Linked DNA regions of Sus scrofa: region 1 is linked to region 2. The links are chromatin contacts, called in public Hi-C maps. All regions are on one chromosome and are shown on one strand. The core of a region is the stretch at or near the end of the contact, and the rest is flanking DNA. Distances in the headings are between cores, read along the strand shown.

Region 1 (4,539 bases), core at 2,038-4,537, 550 kb before region 2:
CTTCCACATGCCATAGGCACACCAAAAAAAAAAAAAAAAAAGGCAGACATGGAGAGACTAGCTAATAACCTTAATAAATATTCTTACCAGCAACAGCAGCAACAACCATTTTTTAATCCCATAGGCCTTTCCTACACACTGTCTACTATCATCCTGTTTTTCTGTTTGTTTGTCTCTTTTGGCCACCCTGAGGCACACAGAGTTCCTGAGTGAGGGATCAGATTGGAGCCGAAGCTGCAGCAATGCTGGATCCTTTAACCCACTGTGCAGGGCTGGGGTCATATCTGCACCGACCTGGTGCTGCAGAGATGCCGATCCCATTGCACCACAGCTGGAACTCCTATCATCCTATTTATGTTTCTCCCATTGTACAAGGGAAGATGCTGAAGCTCAGAGAGGTTAGCGATTTACCGCGGTCAAAAGGCTGGTGGATGGAGAGCCAAAATTCAAACCCAAGACTCACGCCCAAGCCCAGAGCTTCCCATTACAGCCTTAGGAAAAGGCCCTCAGAGCCCAGTATCCCAAGTGGTCTTTCCTGAGTATCTACGTGGGCCGCCCTGTTTATCATCCAAGGTCAGACACAGGCTAAAGCAAGAGCTGGGGTTCACCTGAGCACCCATTCATCAGCAGGCAACTGGAGATGCTGGGGGAGGGTATGGAGTGGAGCTAGGAGGGCACTGGAGGGTGCTGGGGAGCATTCTCTGTTCCAGGAGCAGCCGGGAAGGCCCTGAGAACCACATCTGAAGACAGAGCAAATGGGAAGGGTCGGACTGCCCTCCTCAGTCTGGTTCAGGGCCCTTTTGGATACAGCTGGGGCCACTTATTCAGGCCACTCTGCCCAGCAGCCTATCCTCACCTTGTCCTTTGCCTTGTGCCCAGGAGCCCGCCTTCCTCCACAAATGGCCCTCCTCCTGGGCCTGAGACAACAGGTCCACTCTGTTACCAACCTCTTGCCAAGTACCAGGAACACGTTGTAGACACTCCAGTGCAATTAAATCACACTGTATTTTGCTGCAGGCAAAAATACACCCTAGGCAATGTCCCTCTGTACCTCTCCTCAAACTCTCTCTCTGCCATGCGCGCTGAGAGGCTGGTCAGAGGCATTCCAACACACGCTCCCAGCCCATTTCACAAAGCTGAGCTCAATTCTGAAAACCAGGGCCCTTCTGCTCCCAGAAGGACAGGTAGAGACCACAATGAAAAGTTCCGTTGGCTGTTAAATGGCTTTAGGTTTACAGATTCACAAATTCACTAACAGCTTGGTCTGACGCCCAGGTAAGGAATCAAGAGTAGAAAATTGGCCATGTCTTCTTCCCTTATCAGCCACACTGGGCCCTTTTAGGGCCTGGGCTTGTTGATGATGAGCAGGCATGTGTATATTCTTAGCCGGACAGCAAGCTCAGGGAAAATGACAGTCACGCTCCAACATCTCTAAGTACTTGCAGGTTTATGTCTTCGCATAAGTCATGTATTCCTAACTTTTCCAAAGAGGGCCTGCCTGCTTTTCCATCACCCAGATCTGAGCACCAACCCTGCAAATGTCTTTGGAGAGGTGCATGTTTTCACACTAAAAATGTTTCAGCTCTAGGAATATATTTCAAACCTATATTCTCATCTCTTCCGTTTACCACACCCTCGTTTTTCCTGGCAAAGCCTTCTGAGACTTTTCTTTTAATTCTGTCAGGATATGGCAACGCTGGCAGCATATTTCCGTCCTCTCACACTTCCCTCGCATTCAAGTGGGTTTATAGCCACAAACATTTTGTATTAATAAGTGTCTCAGCACACCCACGCCTAAAACTCAGATTTAAGCCTCATTCTTAACTAGAATTCCTTCCACCGTTCACAACTTCCTCGGAAAACCTCTCCAAGCCCAGCCCCTCCTCCCCGCAGCCTCCAGGCCCTCACAGGATGCCAACCTCTCAGTCTGCTTGTCCCACTTTGACCTTCACAGCAAAAGTTGAGTTTGAAGGCAAATTCTAATGGCACCCAACAGGTTTTAGGTAACCACATTCCCAAGAAAAAGACCAACTTTCTGGGCAGCACAGAACAATTTTGTGTGGGTCATCCCTGAGGTTTCTTCCCTGGGGTCTGAGTCTTTTCTCCCTTCACAATGACCGCCCCTCCAAAAAGTCCCGGCACAATGAATGTCTAGGTCAGAGGCCCATGCATGCCCTTATATGTACCAAAGTCTTCCCAGGGCTTGTGTAAACGTCTACATTAGCTTTTTGGTGGGAAAACGGGACCACCAAGCTCACTCCCAAAACAAAGCTTCACAGCACGATTCCTCGGAAACATCTTAGGGCTTCGGATTTTGCCTCCTAACCCTGGAAGGCACCTCTTCCTGCTTGTTATCTTCACAATTTCACGCTCCCCACACAGCTCATCAATTAATATTAATATATATATATAATTAATATTAATATATATATATATATATACAACTTGCTGATCGCCTTCCCTGGCAGGCCTGGGATGGGTACTACTATTCCCGGTTTCCCCGGGGGTACAGAGGCCCCAAGAGGTTAGGTGACCCATGGCCAGACAGCTAAATGGCAGAGTGGAACAGAACTCAGGTTTGCCTGGCTTTAATCCCTTGCTCTTCTTGCCACTTCGGTCTGCCTTTTAGCTCTGGGAGCGGTTTCGGGTCCCATGCTGCCCGGCGGGGCAAGTCGCGGTGGAGGGTCTAGAAAGACCTCCTCTCTGAGATACTCCAAACTATCCCCGGGAGCCCCGGCCCCCAGAGCTCCGGATCTGGGCCGTCCCTCCCACCCACTCCGGGTCCTGCACCTTCTCCTCTGCAGCCCCTGCCCGCGCGCCTGCCGGCGGCGGCCACTAGCCGGCAGGTGTCCGCCCGGCCGGGGGCGCTCGGGGCGCGGGTAGGGGCCCGGCCCGTACTTACCTCGTCCCCGAAGCGCACCACCTTCTGGCCCGTGGGCCCGCGCAGCCCGGGGAAGCGCGCGAGCTCCTCGGGGTCCCCGGGGTCGCGGGGCGCGGGGGCGCTCGGCCCCACCAGGCACCGGTCGATGATCTCGTCCTGCTGCGCGGGCGGCAGCCGCGCCCACTCGGGCCCGTACTTCTCCCGGATCTTCTCCTTGTCCTGCATGATCTTCCTGGCCATGGGGCTCAGCGACGAGAAGTAGGTGAAGCGCTTCCGCTCCCTGTCGTCCAGAGGCCGGTTCCCGCTCATGACCGCCGAGCGCGAGGCCGCGATCGCCGCCGCCATGGACGCCATGCCCTGCCAGCCCGTCGCTCCCCGCCCGCGCCGCCCCCACCCCCGCCCTGCGGCCCGAGCACCGCCCCCCGCGCCGCCCCGCGAGCAGCGCCCCACTGCCCCCGGGAACCCCGCCTCCCGAGCCCGCCCACCTCCTGCAGTCCCACCCCGTGCCCGCCCAACTCCGGCGACCCCGCCCTCCGCGCCCCGCTGCTTCCGGGAGCCCTGCTCACGCCCACCTCTTCCTCCTGGATCCCCGCACTTTGCGCCCCCCACCCCCGGGGAACCCTGCCCTCCGTGGGCCCCCCGCATCTGGAACCCCACCTCTCATGCCCCAACCCCGGTAACTCCTCCCACTGCGTCCCTATCCCCGGGAGGCCCGCCCTCCGCGGCCCCCACTCTCGGGAACCCCGCCCCCTGCGTGCCACCCCGGGAACCCCGCCCCCTACGCCCCCACCCCCGGAACCCCGCCCCTTGCATCCGTCCACCCCGCCCCCGAGAACCCCACCCTCCGCGGCCCCCACCTTCAGGAACACCGCCTCCCGCATCCTCCCACCCCCGGGAATCCCGCCCCATGCACCCCCCCAAGGATCCCGCCCTCCGCTCCTCACAGCATCCTCCAGATCTGCTGTCTTCGGCTTCCGTGGTGCCTCCACTTTTCGGGGCTTCCCTTGGCCAGCGCGGGAGATGACTGGCGTGTCCCCAAGTCTGCACCCGGCGTTCTGGCAGGATTGCTGGTAGTGACCGCCATAGCGCCACGTGGTCGCTTGACAAAGGAAACTTTTCTCTCCCTCCGCTGTGCTTAAGAAAGCCCGGCATTTCTGGACTGAGCCAACGGCCGCCTTATTCCTATCATGTCCCTGTCCCCGTTGAGCCATCTTCGCTTTCTTTGAGCCATCCCAAGACCTGGGCCAGGGTCCCAGAGCGGTGAGCTGATAGAAGGGGTGGGCGCCGGGCAGCGAGGGCACGGAAGAGAGCTGGGGAGACTGGACTGGTGTCGGGAGTGTTTAAAGAAAATCATTTCCCGCGCCTCCTGAAAAGACAGGAGTAAAATGAAGCGCCAGGTAGCTTATCCTTATAGCGCTTTTCCCCAAAAGGAGAGAGCTCGGAACTTCTGGGCAGGCATCGGGCCGGCGGGCTGGTGAATCTGTTCTTCGCTTTGCTTCTGCAGGTGAAGGCGTTTTTCCGAAGCCTGCCGAGTGGCCTTTGCGTTCTCCAAGATTTCCTTTGGAATCTCAGAAATCGCAAAACTCTTGGCAGTTGGATGTTTGCAAACCAACTGAAGAGCAGCAGAAAGTTTTCAGGCAGAGGAGTAGTTGAGTAGA
Region 2 (4,117 bases), core at 654-3,153:
TCACTTTCAGTATCCATAGGTCTATGGAAGTCAGACTGTGCTGACCTCTGCTTTGACTCTGCTGTCCATTGCAGGAACCATGCCCACCCTGGGCAATTCATCACCCCCATTTGGCCCCAGCCACGCTGGGATCCAATTATCCCCACTGCATTTAAGGATCCCAGTTCAGTGGTTCAGTTCCTACTGTCATCTCTGACCTACAGAGAAGACTGACCAGGGAGGCTGGGTTGCAAATTATTTCCCAGAGTCCTGATGAACTGGGGTATGTTCTGGAACTTCTCGGCGTGAGTAAGCAGGTCTTATGTGATAAATCCCCTCTAAGATTTCAACCTCCCTAAGCCTTTAGATAATTCCTTAACAGTATACCCCCGCAGCTCTGGCACTTCCACTTCATCTCTAGCGGAGGTCCCCTCTTGCCCCATGGTTGCCTCATCTAGGTGACACACAGGGCTTTCTCCAGTCTCTGAGACTACAGTATTGAATCCGGATCACTGCTTCGTGGTCTACCTCATTACATTTGGGCAGATCCAACTTTTTGTTCCTCTGCCACCTTCCCACGTCCTGCATATCAACCTTCATAGTCATTCTGTCCCACAACCTTCCGACTTTTAAGCACATCCAGGTGTTTCACTCACAAGGGTCTAATCTTTCGAAAGACCTTGAGCCTTCTTTAGTTGTAACAAGATCCTTCCCCTTCCTCCTGGGAGCCAGCCTCTCTTCCTTCCTCCTTCCCTTCGTTCTTTCCTTTGTCTCTCTCTTCCTGTCCCTCCCTCCTTGGACCCCTCCCCCCCTTTATTGGTGGCACCCACGGCATGTGGAAGTTTCCTGGCCAGGGACTGAACCCGCACTGCAACAGCCACCGGAGTCGATGCAGAGACAAGGCTGACCCTAAACCTACTGTGCCACAAGAGAATGCTCAGGGAGCCCTTCTGACCCCTCTTCACAACACTCCCTCTTATCCCAAACTTCTGCAATGTTTTGTGCCAAACCTCTGGCCATGGCAAATTCAACTGTACTGCTATTTAGTGTTTTTTTTGTTTTTTTCCCTTTTCTTATTAGAGCCGCATCTGCGGCATATGGAAGTTCCCAGGCTATGGGTTGAATCAGAGCAGTAGCTGCTGGCCTATACCACAGCCACAACAACACCAGATCCAAGCCACATCTGCCACCTACACTGCAGCTCACAGCAATACCGGGTTCTTAACCCACTGAGCAAGGCCAGGGATGGAAACCGCATCCTCATGGATACTAGATGGATTCTTAACCTGCTAAGCCACAACGGGAACTCCTGTTATTTATTTTTTTTAAGATTTTACCGAAGTGTAGTTGATTTACAATATTGTGTTAATTTCTGCTGTACAGCAAAGTGATTCTGTAACCCATATACACATATCCATTCCCATATAGTTTACCACAGAATACCCAGTTAGAGTTCCCTGTGCTATTGGGCAAGTCCCCCTGACCATCCATCCCATACACAAGAGTATTCACATGCCAAGTTTTATAGCAGGTGTTCATCTTCCCCTGGAGGGGAGCGTCCTAAGGGCAAGAACCATTTCTGGCAGCTGCAGCCTCAGTGATGCTCCAGGTGCCTCCCCCAACGAAGAATGAACCGTGACGGAGGAGGAGGTGAGTTGGCTGGCTTAAGGGCTCCGCACGGATCACAGTTGTGTCCTGGGCTGGCTGCCTAACGTGCGAAGGACCCGTCCAGTGCTGCCAGGAGCTTCAAACAGTGGGTCTCATTTCATTCTGAACTGCTCGCCCCGCTCTTTCCCCACGTCCTCCTTCCCCGCGTCCCTTGCTAAACATATCCCCTCGATCACGTCCATCAGCTCTTCGGCCACTTCCCTAATTTGTGTCTGGGAGGCAGCTTTGCGGACGTCCCTCTCCCTCTAGGAAGGCCTCTCAGTCTCTTCTTCCCCAAACGCCCGTTCTCCCCACCGCACTTCCCCTCTGGTTCTCGGCCAGCAAAGAGCGAGAGTGAAAAGCAAACTTTCTGAGGTCCGGGACACAAGCTGCCGGCCTACCAGCCCCGCCCGCCCCAGCGCGCGCGCGCGCGTGTGCCCGCGTGTGTATGTGCGCGCGCGCGTGCCGGGGCTGAAGCTGGAGAGGAAACCGCCCGCCCCGCCCGGGAGAAGGAAGGAGCCTCCCCCTTCCTCGCCAGCCCCCTCCCCACTTCCCGTCCGGTTTGGCCGCTCGCTTCCTTCTGCGTCGGGCCTCTGGGCGCACCGAGCGGCCGGCAGCTGAGGAGCTGGAGGCGGCGGAGGCGGAGCGGGAGCAGCGGGCGGGGCGCATGCTGGGCGGGGATCCCCAGGGCGCCCCGGCGGTGGCGCCGGGGGCCACCGCGCAGGTAGGGGTTGCTGTCACGGCGGCCCGGCAGAAGCCGGGCGGGGAGGGTGCAGATCTGGGGTGCGCCTCTGTTGACAACTTGGGTTCGGTGCACCCTTGTGGGGTGAGGGAAACTGAGGCAGGGCGCGTGGTGTGCAGAGTTGGGGTTGATGTCGGGTCAGGTTCCCCCGAAGGCTGGGCTGAGATCCCTGGAGCTTCAGTTTGGGGAGCTGTCCAGGTCTTTTCCGCCCCCGTGTGTCCTGGTGGCCCAGGAAGGGGCGCGTTCAGGTTTGGATGCATGCGGGGACTGCTCCCTCCGTCGCTTTGCGTCCTCACTCGCACGCCCGCGGGACAAGGGGACAACCCCGCCGCCCTGTTCCCCTCCTCTCCCCCCCCCCCCAGACTGAGTCGGGACACCCAGCCGGGGTTCGGGTTTCACCCCATCTGGGACATGGAGGGAGGGGTTCGGGGGTGGAATGAGGGACGTGGTGCTGGCACCGCCTCAAGGGGGCTGCTTTGCGGACAATCTCACCTCCCATTTCCTCCGCGGTAGTAACGCCCACGCAGGCTCCGAGAGACCGCTCTGCTTCCACCGTTCGGAGCACGGCTCTCGCTGTCAAAGCTCGGGGGTGACGCTGAGGGCCATTAAGTGCACGGCTGCTTTTCAGGAATGGCAAGAGCTCCCCTACCCTCTCGCTTTTGAAATGCGTGCAAAGGAACCTGAGACTTTGGGAAGAGAAAGAGCGTTGGAGTCAGGGGTGCTGGCTGTATGTTCTTGCTGGGCCAGAAGAGGACCCACTAACTTTGACAGAGCCCTTAACGTCTCTGAGCCCCCGTTTCCTAAATGTAGAAGAGAACACTACTCACCCGTCCCCACCCTGTGCCTAGTTTTGTTGTGTGTGAAAGCCCTTTGCAAAATGTATGGTCAGTTAGGCAAATGCGATTTGGATAATACCAGAGTCTTAAGAGCTGGGCTTGGGGATGGTCAGCCTGCATCTCAATCCTGAGATGTGCCTTAGTTGCTCCATTTATGAGATGGGGACAATGACAATGCTACCTCTAGGGTTGCTGTGGGTTTAAAGTGCCCAGCCCAGTGCTGAAATACACAGTACTCTCTAAATAATAACCTGAGCTGCTCTTTTTACTAATCAAAACCCAATTATTTTGGAGTGATGTAGAAAAATCAGTTTGATTTGATTCAAGTATGAATAGCAGAGTATTTGAAAAGGCGTTTAATGTTATTAAGCCCCAGCATGGCCCGTGAAGGCTTTTGAGGGTCACTTGAAATTCTGTCACTGAGCAAAAAAAGGCCTGGATCTGCTTTCTAAGCTGTGTGACCTAGAGCCTCAGTTTCCTTATCTGTTTATTAACAAAGATGAAAGGGAGTTCCTGCTGTGGCACAGTGGGTTAAAGATCGAGCATTGTCTCTCCTGAGGCTTGGGTTCAATCCCTGAGAAGATCCCGGGAACTTCCGTATGCCTTGAGTGCAGCTAAAAAAAAGAAAAAAAGAAAAAAGAAAGATGAGGGCTATGACTTTTTGGACTGATAGAGCTGCCCGAGGATCCAATGAGGTGAAAGATCTGAGCACATCTCGAGGTATGAGTCACTTTGCAAATTGACGACATCACTGCTACCAGGAGAGAATGATGATATGTACAGTTTTTTAGAGGCTGCAATGGCCAGGCAGTCTGTTAGGAGTTGCTTTGATGAAATCCACCCCAAACCTCTGTAAGGCAGATACTCACAACCTTCATTTTCTCTGTACAAAACTGCTTCTTTTCCAAAGTCT

The links. A called contact is a pair of places that touch in the nucleus more often than the background predicts.
Region 1: a Hi-C map of skeletal muscle shows a contact between it and region 2, with 9 times the contacts expected there. The contact joins the promoter of C14H1orf198 here to the promoter of DISC1 in region 2. A contact is called at or near these places in 1 of 5 promoter capture datasets (fetal liver) and 2 of 47 Hi-C or Micro-C datasets (liver and skeletal muscle).

What each region holds. Positions count from the first base shown.
Region 1 is chr14:59,515,502-59,520,040 of Sscrofa11.1, reverse strand. C14H1orf198 reads right to left here and starts at 3,287. Exons shown (of 4, transcript XM_001927098.5): 1 at 2,903-3,287. The coding sequence starts at 3,235.
Region 2 is chr14:58,961,740-58,965,856 of Sscrofa11.1, reverse strand. It overlaps DISC1 (disrupted in schizophrenia 1 protein), which reads left to right and starts at 1,903. Exons shown (of 13, transcript XM_021073577.1): 1 at 1,903-2,350.